Regions from separate parts of the Sus scrofa genome. Here region 1 is linked to region 2. Evidence: chromatin contacts called from public HiChIP or PLAC-seq data. All regions are on one chromosome and are shown on one strand. Each heading gives the region's core, a stretch centred on a gene start, on an enhancer-like site or on the middle of the called end of the contact. The rest is flanking DNA. Distances are from core to core; before and after follow the strand shown. Region 1 overlaps NTN1 (netrin-1). Region 2 holds the start of NTN1 (netrin-1).

Region 1 (6,079 bases), core at 3,558-6,057, 140 kb before region 2:
CTCCATTGCAAGGCTTGTCCCCTTGGGGATGAGAAATGCTGGTTCCAGCCTTTCCTGGGAAACTCGACGGCTCCTGAGTCCCTTTAAAGGGCAACCTCATCTGTTTGCCCCATGTTTTCAGAAGCCCAGACGGCAGTGCCGGTGTTCTCCAGCTTTCTTTTTTTTTTTTTTTTTTTTTTTTTTTTTTGTCTTTTTGTCTGTTGTTGTTGTTGTTGTTGCTGTTGCTATTTCTTGGGCCGCTCCCGCGGCATATGGAGGTTCCCAGGCTAGGGGCTGAATTGGAGCCGTAGCCACCGGCCTACGCCAGAGGCACAGCAACGCAGGATCCAAGCCGCGTCTGCAACCTACACCACAGCTCACGGCAACGCCGGATCGTTAACCCACTGAGCAAGGGCAGGGACCGAACCCGCAACCTCATGGTTCCTAGTCGGATTCGTTAACCACTGCGCCACGACGGGAACTCCCAGCTTTCTTTCTAATCACGTTCACTTTGCAGCTTTTTGGATGGACGGCAGAGAGCCCGGTGAGCCTTGAGACCCTGACAATTAGACGTGAAAAACGTTTCAACTTGCTCTGCCCTCGATGGAGGCTACAAGCTCAACCTTCTGGGGCTGGGGTTCGGGCTATCCGCTATTACTGGACCCCTGCCAACACGAAACACCTCCCGATGGTGCAAGTGGTCAGAACAGCTGCTGGAACCATGCAGCCAATGTGTCCTGGATGTGAGGCCACACCCAAGTCAGACGGATGAGGCGTATCTCAGCCTCCCCCCTGGTGTGGGGGGATTCCCTGCAAGGTCTGTGGGGGCCACTCTGAGGACCCCAAGAGGCTGCCGGGCTGAGGGGGCCCCCCAGCCTCCTGCTTCTGCCTCAGGCTGTTTTGTTTGTTTGTTTTGGCTTTTTAGGGCCACATGCATGGCATATGGAGGTTCCCAGGCTAGGGATCCAGTTAGAGCTATAGCTGCCGGCCTACACCACAGCCACAGCAACGCAGGATCCTTAACCCATGAAGTGAGGCCAGGGGTCGAACCCACGTCCTCATGGATGCTAGTCTGGTTTGATAACCACTGAGCCATGACAGGAACTCCTGCCTCAGGCTCTTTGTTCCAGGCTCCTCCAACTTGTCCTGAGAAGCTGGTACCCAGCCGGAGCTCCAGGCACTGAAAACCTAAAGCCGGGGTTGGTGGGTGTGTCCTGCAACTACTCGATTCTGCCCTTACAGCCTCAAAGCAGCCACGGGCAGCAGAGGAACAAAGAGGCATGGCTGGGTCCCGTAAAACTTTATGGACACAAAACTCTTCATTTCATACCATCTTCACAGGTCATCAATTGTTAGTCTTTGCGTTTTTGTTTCATTTTAAAAAGCATTTTTAAAAAAACAAATAAATAAACAAAAAGCAAGAAACCATCAAGCCACACAAAAACAGGCTGTGGGCCAAATCCCCAGGCGGGGTGCACACCCCTGCTCCAGAGAGGCAGACTTATTTCTGGGGTCTGCCAAGTGGGCTGGATTTTCTCCTCCTTCATTCCCCTTTCTGGGCTCGGCCCTGCACAAGGAATCGAGGCAGTCAAGGCCAGCAGTGCCCAGCCAGGTCTGACTTCCACCCAGGGCAGCCCCTCCACCTGGAACACCTGAGCGATCCTACCAGTTGTGAGATGTTACAACTCTTACCGCAAAGCCCCTGAGTGGCCCCTGCCACCTTGCTCATCCCCCTCCCCAGGTTCTGGCATCTCAGGGGCTGACAGCTGGCCTGCCAGGGCCTCTAGGACCTCGGGGAGGCTGCCATCCTTCCTAAGGGTGGGGGCCTGCATGGGAGCCCTGCCGGGCTTCTCTCCAAGGCCTTGTGGACTCCGTCCTTTCTGTTCCGAGTCTGCCAGAGGCAGGGGCTCCTGGCATGCCCGCAGCAGCAGTAGTGGCCGCCCCTGGTTCAGGTCCCCCACTCCCTGCAGGCCCAGGGTCAAGGTGGAATATGGGAGCAGGACCCGGGGAAAGGGGAGGAGCCTGATTCCCTTGGGGGAACAGGAAATTTCGTCTTTGTCAGAACAGAGAGACACAGATGGGCTTGGGGAGGTCTCATGGGGCCCCTCTGAGCGCAGAGATCCACGGGAATCAGCACTACCCCCACTGGATGGGGGCGGGGAGACCAGCCTCCGGAAAGCCCCGCCCCCCGCCCAAGCCCCGCCTCCAGAAGGCGGCTCCCGCGTACTTATGCAGGGGGCGATGGGGGAGCGGCTCTGCTGGTAGCCCTTGGCGCAGCGGTTGCAGGTGACGCCGGTCACGCCGTCCTTGCAGGGACACTGGCCCGTGGTCTGGTTGCAGGTCTTGCCAGCGGCGCCCACCGGGTGACAATCACAGGCTGCAGAGAACACACAACATGGGGTCAGAGGGCAGCAGTGGCCAGAACACACACACACACACACGCACACGCACACACACACGCACCCCTGGGGGGGCCCTCCCCAGCCAACAGTGCCCTGGACCCCAGCCCAGCGGAAGAGCGAGGCTGGGGCTGGCAAGCCCGCACGTTCCAGAAGCTCTGATGATGGACCACCTGCCTACCTGAAAGCGGAGGAAGAGAATGAGAACTGACGGCCTTGAAAGGAGTGTATGGGCAGCAGGAATGTCCAGAGGCCCTTATGGAACCCTGGGAAGAAGGCCAACACACGCTGTGGGGTTATAGCGCGTGCAGGAGGCGGAACTGGGGGTACCCCTGCCCTGGACCGGCTGGTGCGTGCCCTCTGCCCCCTCTGCCCCCAGCCAGCTTCTGGCCCCCAGGCTTTGGTCCTCCCCACCCCGGGGGGAGGGGCCTGATGGAGCACTGAGGGTTGCCAGGTCAGAGGGAGTCAGCAGGGAGGTGTGACACCCCTCCTAGACTGCCATCCCCACTCTGCTCTGTCCACCCACGGTGACGTGCAGCCAGCAGTCTGAGACTCAGGCTTCGGAACACGAAACGCAGCAGGTGCAGCACTAGGAAGCGTCACGGGGATCGCTGAACTCCAGATGCAAAGAGTGGCTCCAGGGCCTCGCAGAAAGGGGTGGCCCAAGCTGCGAGGGGCCACGAAGCCCTGATTCTCGGGTCCTTGGCTGCGCATCCCACAACCCTCCTCCCAATTCAGACCAGGCCAGAGCGCTGGGGTTGCCCCCCCTTGTCACACTGTGCCCTGAGGCTCCCTCCCTGTGTTCCAAGGACCCGATCCCAGCCATGAAATGACCAGAGGAGTTTGAGGGGACATCCCCTCTACAGCGGACTAAATGGCTGTCCCGCTCCCCTCTGCAAATTCATACGCTGAAGCCCTCACCCCCCACATTAGGAGGTGAAGCCCTTGGGGGGTAACTCAGTTTGACGGAGGTCATGAGGTGGGACCCTCGCGGTGGGCTTAGCGCCCTTATGGGAGGAGGAATTAAGAAGGATCTCTCTACAAGCGCACGGCGAGGCCACAGTCTGCGGAGCAGGAGGCAGCCTCCAGCAGACGCTGAGTCCGAAGGCACCTTCCTCTTGGATTCCCGGCCTCCAAAACCAAGACGTAGCTGTTGTCTAAGTCACCCAGCCCACAGCGGGTTTTTCGGTTTTGTTTGGTTTTGTTTGACCACTGCACCTGCAGCATATGGAAGTTCCCGGGTGAGGAGTCGAATTGGAGCTGCAGCTGCAGCCTATGCCTCAGTCACGGCAAGGCCAGATCCTTAACCCCCTGAGCAAGGCCGGGGATAGGACCTGCATCTTCAGAGAGACAACACTGGGTCCTTAACCCACTGGACCACAACAGGCACTCCTCTGGTCGTTTTGCTAGCGCAGCCCAAGTGGACTAAGACACCCCCTAACTCCGCGATGCTTGAGCAAGATCTGCGGTACCTGCAGATACAGTCCCCTGCCACCCTGGATGCAGGCAGTGGACCCAAAGTGCGGGAAGCCAAGGGGAGGCAGGATGAAGGAGGCCAGTCTTCGGCCTGTCCCCACCTCCCCGGGCCCCCCCGCGCCCTCCCCAGGGAATCCTGGAGAGGGTAGGGAGTTGTCTGCAGGAGGACAGCCTGCAGGAATTTCACTTGGTGCCAGAGCTGCTCTGTTTCTAACCCAAATGGAAAAAATCTCCACGGGAATAAGTGAGAGCGGAGCTCCCCAAAGAGCCAAATTAGCTCTTCCCCGCAGCGGAGCTGCTCAGCGTGAGGCCCGAGGCTCTGGGGGAAGATCCAGCCGCTCCCACCCGGTCGGCCTCGGGCCCAGGAGTGGCTGCGGAGGAGCAGGAGGCAGAGGAAGGAGGAGGGAGGCGGCGGCGGGAAGCAGAGGAAGGTCAGGAACGGTTTGTGAAGCTGTGGACACGAGAGCGCTTCTGGAAGCCCTGGGAGTGGGGGTCGGGGCCACGGGGATTCCGTGTCGGGTTAGAGGAGGGCCGGGGACGCGACCTGGGGGGGACAGGGCACTGTCCCACCCCTCCCCTGTACGGAGCAGCGAGTCCTTTTGTTAGAAACGCATCTTAAATCTATGAATTCAAGTTCATTCCCTTTTGGTTTTTTCTTCCTCTTCCTCCTCTTCTTCCCCCCCCAGCCCGGATGCCTGCTGTGGATGATCATGGGAGGAGGGGAGGTGACCTCTGACCTTCCCCTCCAGCCTCTCAGATCCGTCTGTGATGGGAACGGAGAGGGAGCCCGAGGAGCATCTCTGAGCGGGCCTCATGAGAGCAGAGGGCCCAGCATGGGACCAGGTGCCCAAGCCCGTGACGTGGGCGTGGGCATCGGGTGGCCATGGACTGCCGAGGCTGCTGCCAGCTGACCTCCCGTGGCTGCTTCGCAGGCCTGCTAGTAATCCGGAAAGCCATGCCAAGACGCCCTCCCCGCCGCGCTGACGGAACGCAGCTGTGTGCCAGTAACTTCGGGGCCTTGGACTTGGCCAGACAGAGGTCACCGAAGGTTGCCTGGTCACTGGAGGGTCAGAGCCCACTCACCCCCAGGTCCAGGTCATCTTTGCCGAGGCCGGAGCTGGCCCAGAGCAGAGCCTGGTGGGAAGGGGTGTGCAGCGCCCTCACCCACGGGCCCAGGAAGCAGGTGGACCCTCGATGGCGCGGCTGGCGTGCTGCCAGCTGGGGTGGGCAGAGCTGAGGGCCATCCTCACTGATGCAGGGCAGCTGTGCCACTTTGTGGAGCAGGCACACCCTTAGGCCCATCCTTTGATTAAAAGAGAGGGCGCTTTGCTGTGTGGCTTCCGAATCTTTCTCCCAAGATTCTGCCAGGCCCTTTTGCCTGGATTCCCAGAGACAGGAGGCTGGGCTGCCACGCAAATTACTGCTCCCCAAGAGAAGCTGGCTGGGTCCCAGAGGGCGGGGGCTCTGGAGGCTGCTTAGGGCACCTCCAGGGAGGTAGGCTTCAAGGCCCTTCAAGGAGACAGACCTCGAAGCCTCCGGCCAAGACAAGAATTCCCAGACCCTTATCCTGGCCCCACCCATCTGACTGTAATATACCCTCCCCTTCCTTGAGCCACCTGGCCAACTCCCTCCTGCCCCCGACTAGGAAAGGTATGTGGCCCACTCCTCACCCCACCTCTCTAGAGGCCTTATATGCCCCCAACCAACCAGCAAGTGTATCATAGGACCCCTCTGCCCTCAACCAATCAGCAGGTCAGCAGGTGTATCATGTGACCGCTGCTCTCCCAGGGCTATAAAAACAGACATGACTACATGTTGGGCAGCAGCTCCCCTAGATCATCAGGAAGTCATCCTGCTGCGCTAGCAGCATCCATCTCATATCTCAAACTCTTCTTTCTCTTCACCTCGCCACGCTGGAAAATTCTTCTGACCCATGTGCACAGACCACGACACAAAGGGTGGAACCACCCCCAACGGTGGAGCCCTCCTGCAGCGCAGCACAGCCACCCAGACACCTGGGAACACTCGGGCACATCCACACCCTCCTCCAACACCCTTCTGGTCCTCCCACCAGCTATGAACTTGGCATGACCGTACAGAGGAGCCCACGGACTGAACAGAACTGCCGGCAGAGGGAGCAGCGCTGGGAGATGGAAAGGCCTGATTTCTGAGTGCATCGCCAGGGCCCTCGCCCCCCGGACTGCCCCCAGGCTTCTTGTTCTGCC
Region 2 (6,041 bases), core at 1,819-4,318:
CACTATGAATTACTCCAGAGAATCCTGCCCAGTTTTACAATCCACAGCTACAAACGGCTTACAGAAATAGGGACGCAGCCCCTCCCCTCGCCCCCCTCTGTTCCTAACAGCTCCCCCTGCCTTGGCTTTCTCTGCTCCCCCAGGCCTTCCCCATGCGCCGCCCCCACCTCTTCTCTGAGCCCCAGCCCAGTGAGGGCGCAGGTGTCCAGCCTTCTGGGCCGCAGGGCGCACCTGGGTTATTGCTGGCATGGGTCCCCTCGGGCAGACTGCTCTGCCTCTGCTGGGCAGGGTTCGCCGGGCTAAGGGGGGCCGCCGGGCACCTTTGTACTGCCTGTGTGGGGCCTGCAGTGCAGAGTTAGGTCCAGCTGTGAAAGCCTGTTGGTAACAGGAGGCCCCTAGGTTTGGGGGTGCAACGTCCAGTCAGCCTGGAGTGCACTTAGGCCACTTCTCATCTGGCGGGTGCTCAGCTCTCCCATCAGCTGCTCCCTCTTAGGCTGACATTCAGGGGATCCAGAGGTATCTCCTAGAAGTGTTCCCCCCCACCCCTGACAAGGGGCCTCCAGTAGGGGTGGGAGCTGGCAGATTGTTCTGCCCATCAAATGAGAGTCACCGAAAGCAAGCCAGGCTTGTGGCCTGGGAGGGAAGGGGCTGCTGGGGAAAGAGCCCAGCTCCGGCTCAGCTTGGTGGCCCTAAATATACTTTCTACCCCACCCAAACCGAAAGGCCTTGGGCGGCCTGTTTAAAATGCAGATTTCTGGGTCCCTCCCTAGGCCTGGGGGTTGGAGCGGGTGGCGCAGGAGGAGTTGATACTCAGGGTTTGAGCTTCACTTCTCTGCATGAAATCCTCTCCAGCTCCAGTCCTCTGACCAACTGGCTGGATGACACCACAGGCCACTCCGGGGCTCAGTATCACTGCCGGTAAAATGACTTCAGACTCTTCAAAAGGCCCCTCCCAGCTCTTAGAATGTGTGGAGAGCTGGCTACCAGAACCCAGATGCAGCAAGGCTGGGTGGAAACAGTGCCAGGAAAAAAAAAAATGGAGAGAATCCTTATACTGGGAGGAGAGGTGTGGGTGAAGACTTGGGGAGATGCGGGGGTCGGGGGGGGGGTGCCGCTCAGTGGCTCTTTTACCCAGAGCCCCACGCTTGAGCCAAACGAGACCTCATTCCACCCTCATTCCTTTGCAGACAGAGAAACTGAGACTCAGGAGTGGCTTCCCTCAGAGGCCAGGGAGGGGCGCTGGATTTGATCCCCCACACACTGAGACACCGACGGCCGTTCCGGAAGTTCCTTCCGCCCTTGTCTTTCCAGCCCCTCCGCCCAGTTGCGGGTGGACGTTGGGACCGGAGCTGCTTCTTTTTCCCCCGAGGGGAGGGGCCCACCGGGCAGAAGGGCCCAGGGCCAAATCCGCCCCCGCCAGGTGTACGCGCGGTGAGCCCCCAAGGCAGGAAAAATCAAGGGCCTGGAGCTTCACCGGGAGAGAGCCAAGCCGGCCCTGCCCAACCCGCGGCTTCAGAGCCGGGCTGGGGGCGCTGTCTGGGTGCGGTCCTCGCGGTTGGGGCCGCGGCTGCAGCGTACGATCCCCCTTCCCCAGAGAGCAGGTGTCGCCACCAGGGAGAGGTCCCAGCTTTCAGAGCCTGTGCCTATCCCTTGGAGTGACCCGAAGTCAGAGGATAAAGCACCGTCACCCACTCAAATGATACCCCAGGAGCAGACCCCAGGGTCCACGCAGGAGTAAGAGCTGGAGGCCGCGGAGGGCACTGTGTCACCTTCCCAGCCCCGCGGGCAAAGAGCTGATGTCGCAGTGAACCCGGGATTAAACTTTCGGTCGAGGGTCAGGCAAGCCTTGCCTCTAGGATCAGTGCTTGTGCCCTGGATTCCATTTACAATTTGGAGATCCAGACGCTTGCTGTGTGACCTCGGGCTGCTGCGGTCGGCTCTGGGCCGCGCATCCTCCTCTTTGGCGAACCGCGGGATGTGGGACGGATGTTCCCCCAGCCCAGCTCCAAGGTCCGCGCCTGGAATTAGCTGCGCCTCCGTCTTAGTTTAGCATTTGCTTTTCTAATCAAGCTCTTTGTCCCCTGTGGCCTTAACCCGAGCCCCCTGCTTCTCCGTTTCCCCTCGGGCCCCGCCTGGGTCTCGCTCTCGCCCGACTTTCCCGTCGAAGGCAGTCGAGTGAGTGATTCCCGGGAGCCGCGGCCGAGGCCGGCGGGTCCGCGGCGCGGGCCGGGCTGTATGGAAATGGCCAGAGGAGCCGGCGGGCGCGGCGGCGATTTATTCTGGGAGTGACAGCCCCTTTGAGCACTCAGCGAATGGCATTTTCTGTCTGTGAAAGCCTTTCTTCCCACCTCTGTTCAGATTAGCCCGGGGGATGAATGCGCCCATTATCCAGCCCGCTGACCATTCTGAAACGCCAAATTAATTACTAAGCACTGAATCAGGCGCCGGGGCCGGGGCACTGGGAGGTGTGAAAATAGCGAGCGACTGGAGCTGGGGAAGGCGAGGGGCGCAGCGCCGAGAGGCCGGGCGGGGTGGCCCGGGGCGCGGGCGCGGGCGCGGCGCGGCTGGGGCGGGCTTGGCCGGCCGCCGAGCGCGACCTGCCGGCGTGACCGGACGCGACCGCGGGGCAAGCGGGCTGCCGGGGGCCCCCGGCCGGCGGCAACGCGCGGAGCAAGGGTGGCGGCTCCCGCGGGCTAGGCTCGCCGGAGGCGCGGCCGGAGCGCGCCAAGGGCGCGGGGCGCGGGGCCGCGTCCGGAGCGTGCGCCGAGCGCCGGTGCCTCCTCGGCTTCCCCGCGGGGGACGGCCGCCCCCAGACGGCCCTGGCCCCGCGGCAGCGCCGCCGTCCCCGCCCGGGCGCTCGCCGCTCCAGCTGCCCTCCGAGGCCTTCCAATAACTTGGGCTCCGCCGGGCTACCGCGGCCCCGACCCGAGCTTCCCGAGCGCGGGGCCGCCCGGGGCTGCCCCACCGCGCCCCGACTGCGGCTCGGCGGACGGCACTTACCTCCCGAGGTGCCGGGCGGGAGAGGGAGGCGAGCTCTCGGCGGCTCCCGCTGGAGTGCGCCGGGCGCGGGGAGCGCGCGCCTTTAAGACTCTTCCCCAAGACTCCGCCAGGTGGTGTCAGGCCGGCCGGGCCCTGGCGGCTCCGCACCCCCGCGGCCACCCTGCTTCCCCGCCCGGCGGGGCAGCACCCAGCCACTCGCTCCCACTCGGCGCCCCGCCGCGCCCACTCCAGCGAAGTGGAGCCCGAAGCACCGGAGGATAGGATGGGTATAATTTGGGATCCGCGGATGCTCGCGAGAAAGGCACCCATCCTACCCCTCTAGCTTTAGTGGATGGAGGAATCTCTCTTGGGCCGGAGGCTGGAGTGGGGGAGGGGGAAGAGGCGAGGATTGAGAAGGCTTGTCTAGGACGTGCGATTATGCCCCCACTTTCATCACCCCAGGACGCGCCTTCAAGTCCCCGCGAAACTGGTCCCCTCGCCCTTGATCCAAGATGGCGAGTGACACGCCTCCCCCGGCCACCGCTGAAACGACTGGAGGGATGAAAGAGAGAAGTGTCGCCACTTAAAACTAGGGAAATGTACCCGTCACCCTCCTGAAACAAAACTTTCAGAGGACCCGAGGGGAGGACCCCTCTGAGCTGCAGGAGTCGGCCGGGGACGCGCAGAGAGCAACCCTCGCTCCCGGGCGCCTCCTCCAAGCTGCGGAGGGGGAGTTGAGGCGCGCGGCCCGCACCTGGGGACCCTCTGCCCAGCTCCCCACGCCGCAGGGCACACGTTTGCGAGCGTAAACCAGGGTTCTAGCTTCAGGCCATTGTTCGAATTTTCCAGTATGTGTCTTCTGGTTCAAAAAAAATTTTTTTGACGCTTGTTGAGATTTCCAACTGCGTGAATGCTTAACTCAGCTTTTCTGTCTTCAGTGTTCACTGAGACGTCTTTGATATAAACGTCTTCCTCATTCCGAGTTCCTTATTTTAATTAATTTCTCACACAACTGAAACGCTTGGGGGAAGGGCAGAGAGGGCACTTTTTGAGTACGGCCGAGAATGCCTCTCTATTAACCTACACAGACCCTAGTTAGACATTAGATCCCATAGGACAGAGAATCCACCACCCTTCCGGCTCTGCCAGACAGGGGTGTGGTTAGCATAAAACCAGGGAAATGGGCAGAAAGAGCTTACGTTGATCTGTGATCCGTGATTCAGAGGAGCCATGAAGTGACTCTTTGTGACTAGGCGTTGTTAATTCATCGTGTTCTGATTTTGATGGTTGCAGAAATGTCTCCTCGGTTTTAGAGAAGAGCCTCATTCAGACCTTTCCATCTTTTGGGGGCCATCTGGCTTGAGTTGCCTCCTCTACTAATTGTGCCCTTGGGTTCGTCCCTTCTCTTGTCCCCTTCTCTGCTTCTCCTGGAAAATGAACACGCCGGCTACATGATCTCTGTGCTCCCATCCGGCTCCAACAGTCTGGGAATCTAAAAAGCAACCCCCCCCCCCACGGTAACACACTATTTCATACCAACGAGGACGGATATATAGAAAAGACAGATAATAACAAGTGTGGGCAAGGCTGTGGAGAACTTGGAGGCTTCCTGCACGCCTGGTGGGAATGGAAACAAATTGGAAAAGCCTGGCCGTTGCTCAAAAGGTTACACGTGCAGTCACCTGTGATCCAGGAATTCCACTCCTAGGTAGGTACCCGAGAGAAACGAAAACATATGCCCACACAGACACATGCACGCAAATGTTCGTAGGAGCGTTATTCATGATAGTCTCAAAAAGTAGAACCAACCGAAATGTCCATCAACTGATGGCTAGACCAATACAATGGGGTCTATCCATATAAAGCCACGTTATTCAGCCAGAAGGAGGAATGAAGACTAATACATGCTCCAAGGTGGATGGACCTAGAAGACAGTGAAAAAGTCACCGACAGTCACAGATTTCCTGGTGCCATTTATTATGAAATGTCCAGGGAACGCAAATCTGTAGAGGCAGAAAATAGATGTGTGGTGGCCTAGGGCTGGGGCCGGGGGTTGGGGGCAATGCGGACTGAATGCTAATGCGAGTGGGCTTTCTTCTGAGGGTGGTAGAAATTGATTGGGGCCAGGATTACACAACTCGGTGACTCTACCAAAAGCGTAGTACAGCTTAAGGGGATGGATCGTATGGCATGTGAGTTGTATCACAATACAGATATTATATGAAAAAATACCAACTGTGTCTCTCTTCTTGTGAAGCTTAGAGGATAATTGGGGAATTAGCCATTTCAAGGCCTCTGAATCGCCCAAGGAATCAAGCACCCTCTTCACGCTTCGGCACAAAGATTTCCACGGTGCATACAAAGGCAAGACTCTTCCGGATCTTACCATGTCCTAATACTTACGTATGAACTTTCTGCTCTTCTTCCTCTCTTTTGGAAATTCTCCAAATGGCTGCAGGCCTTACTAGTCTGGCTCTCGGGATAAGGTCCCCCAGGACAGCAAGGCTATAGCACAGTTGCTAAGAGTAGCAACTGTAGAGCCAGGCCTCCAGGTTTCAAATCCCAGTCCTGCCTCTCACTAGCTGCCCCTGTGACAAAGTCAAGTCCCTTACCCTCTCCGTTCCTAGGTTTCCCAGTATGCAAAATGGGGACAACAGTGCCTATTTCATAAGGATTATGTCAGGATTAAATGGGTTAATCTAGGAAAAGTGATAGCCCGTGGTAGGCACCCCATAAGGGTTAGGCACTCCATAAATGTTAGCTCTTGATATATTACCTTATTATCGTTAGGCATCTGCCAATTAAAGCACAGACCTGCTATTTTCCCATGTGCCACTAGGTGGCGCAATCGCACCACTTCGGGCAACGAAAATGGCCCCTGGGTCCCGTGAACAGTTAACCCTGGACTTGGCGAAACCATGCAAATACGCTGCGGTTGCGGTTCCACCTGTGAACCGTATATAGTAATATCACCTCTTAGGCGGTAAACGTCTCTAATCAGTGCCACTCACTGGAAAAAAAAGTTCTTTCCAATCCAGAGAAACCAGTGCATCTGTGTGAAT

The links. HiChIP or PLAC-seq counts read pairs in DNA pulled down with a chosen protein or histone mark.
Region 1: a contact with region 2 is called in an H3K27ac HiChIP or PLAC-seq map of skeletal muscle, with 7 times the contacts expected there. The contact joins the enhancer-like site here to the promoter of NTN1 in region 2. A contact is called at or near these places in 1 of 5 promoter capture datasets (liver), 5 of 47 Hi-C or Micro-C datasets (epiblast stem cells, mesenteric adipose tissue, retroperitoneal adipose tissue and 1 more) and 1 of 2 datasets of contacts at active chromatin or transcription factors (skeletal muscle).

The regions. Positions count from the first base shown.
Region 1 is chr12:54,232,294-54,238,372 of Sscrofa11.1, reverse strand. It overlaps NTN1 (netrin-1), which reads right to left. Exons shown (of 8, transcript NM_001044548.1): 4 at 2,207-2,356. Among named protein-coding and RNA genes, the nearest start is that of TRNAE-UUC, 79 kb to the right of the region's middle. Within about 2 kb of position 4,807, at least 14 of the 83 cell types and tissues checked have an H3K27ac peak or open chromatin away from gene starts, as enhancers often do. A contact at or near this core is called in liver, mesenteric adipose tissue, retroperitoneal adipose tissue and 1 more, where this site is marked.
Region 2 is chr12:54,086,494-54,092,534 of Sscrofa11.1, reverse strand. It overlaps NTN1 (netrin-1), which reads right to left and starts at 3,068. Exons shown (of 8, transcript NM_001044548.1): 1 at 3,001-3,068.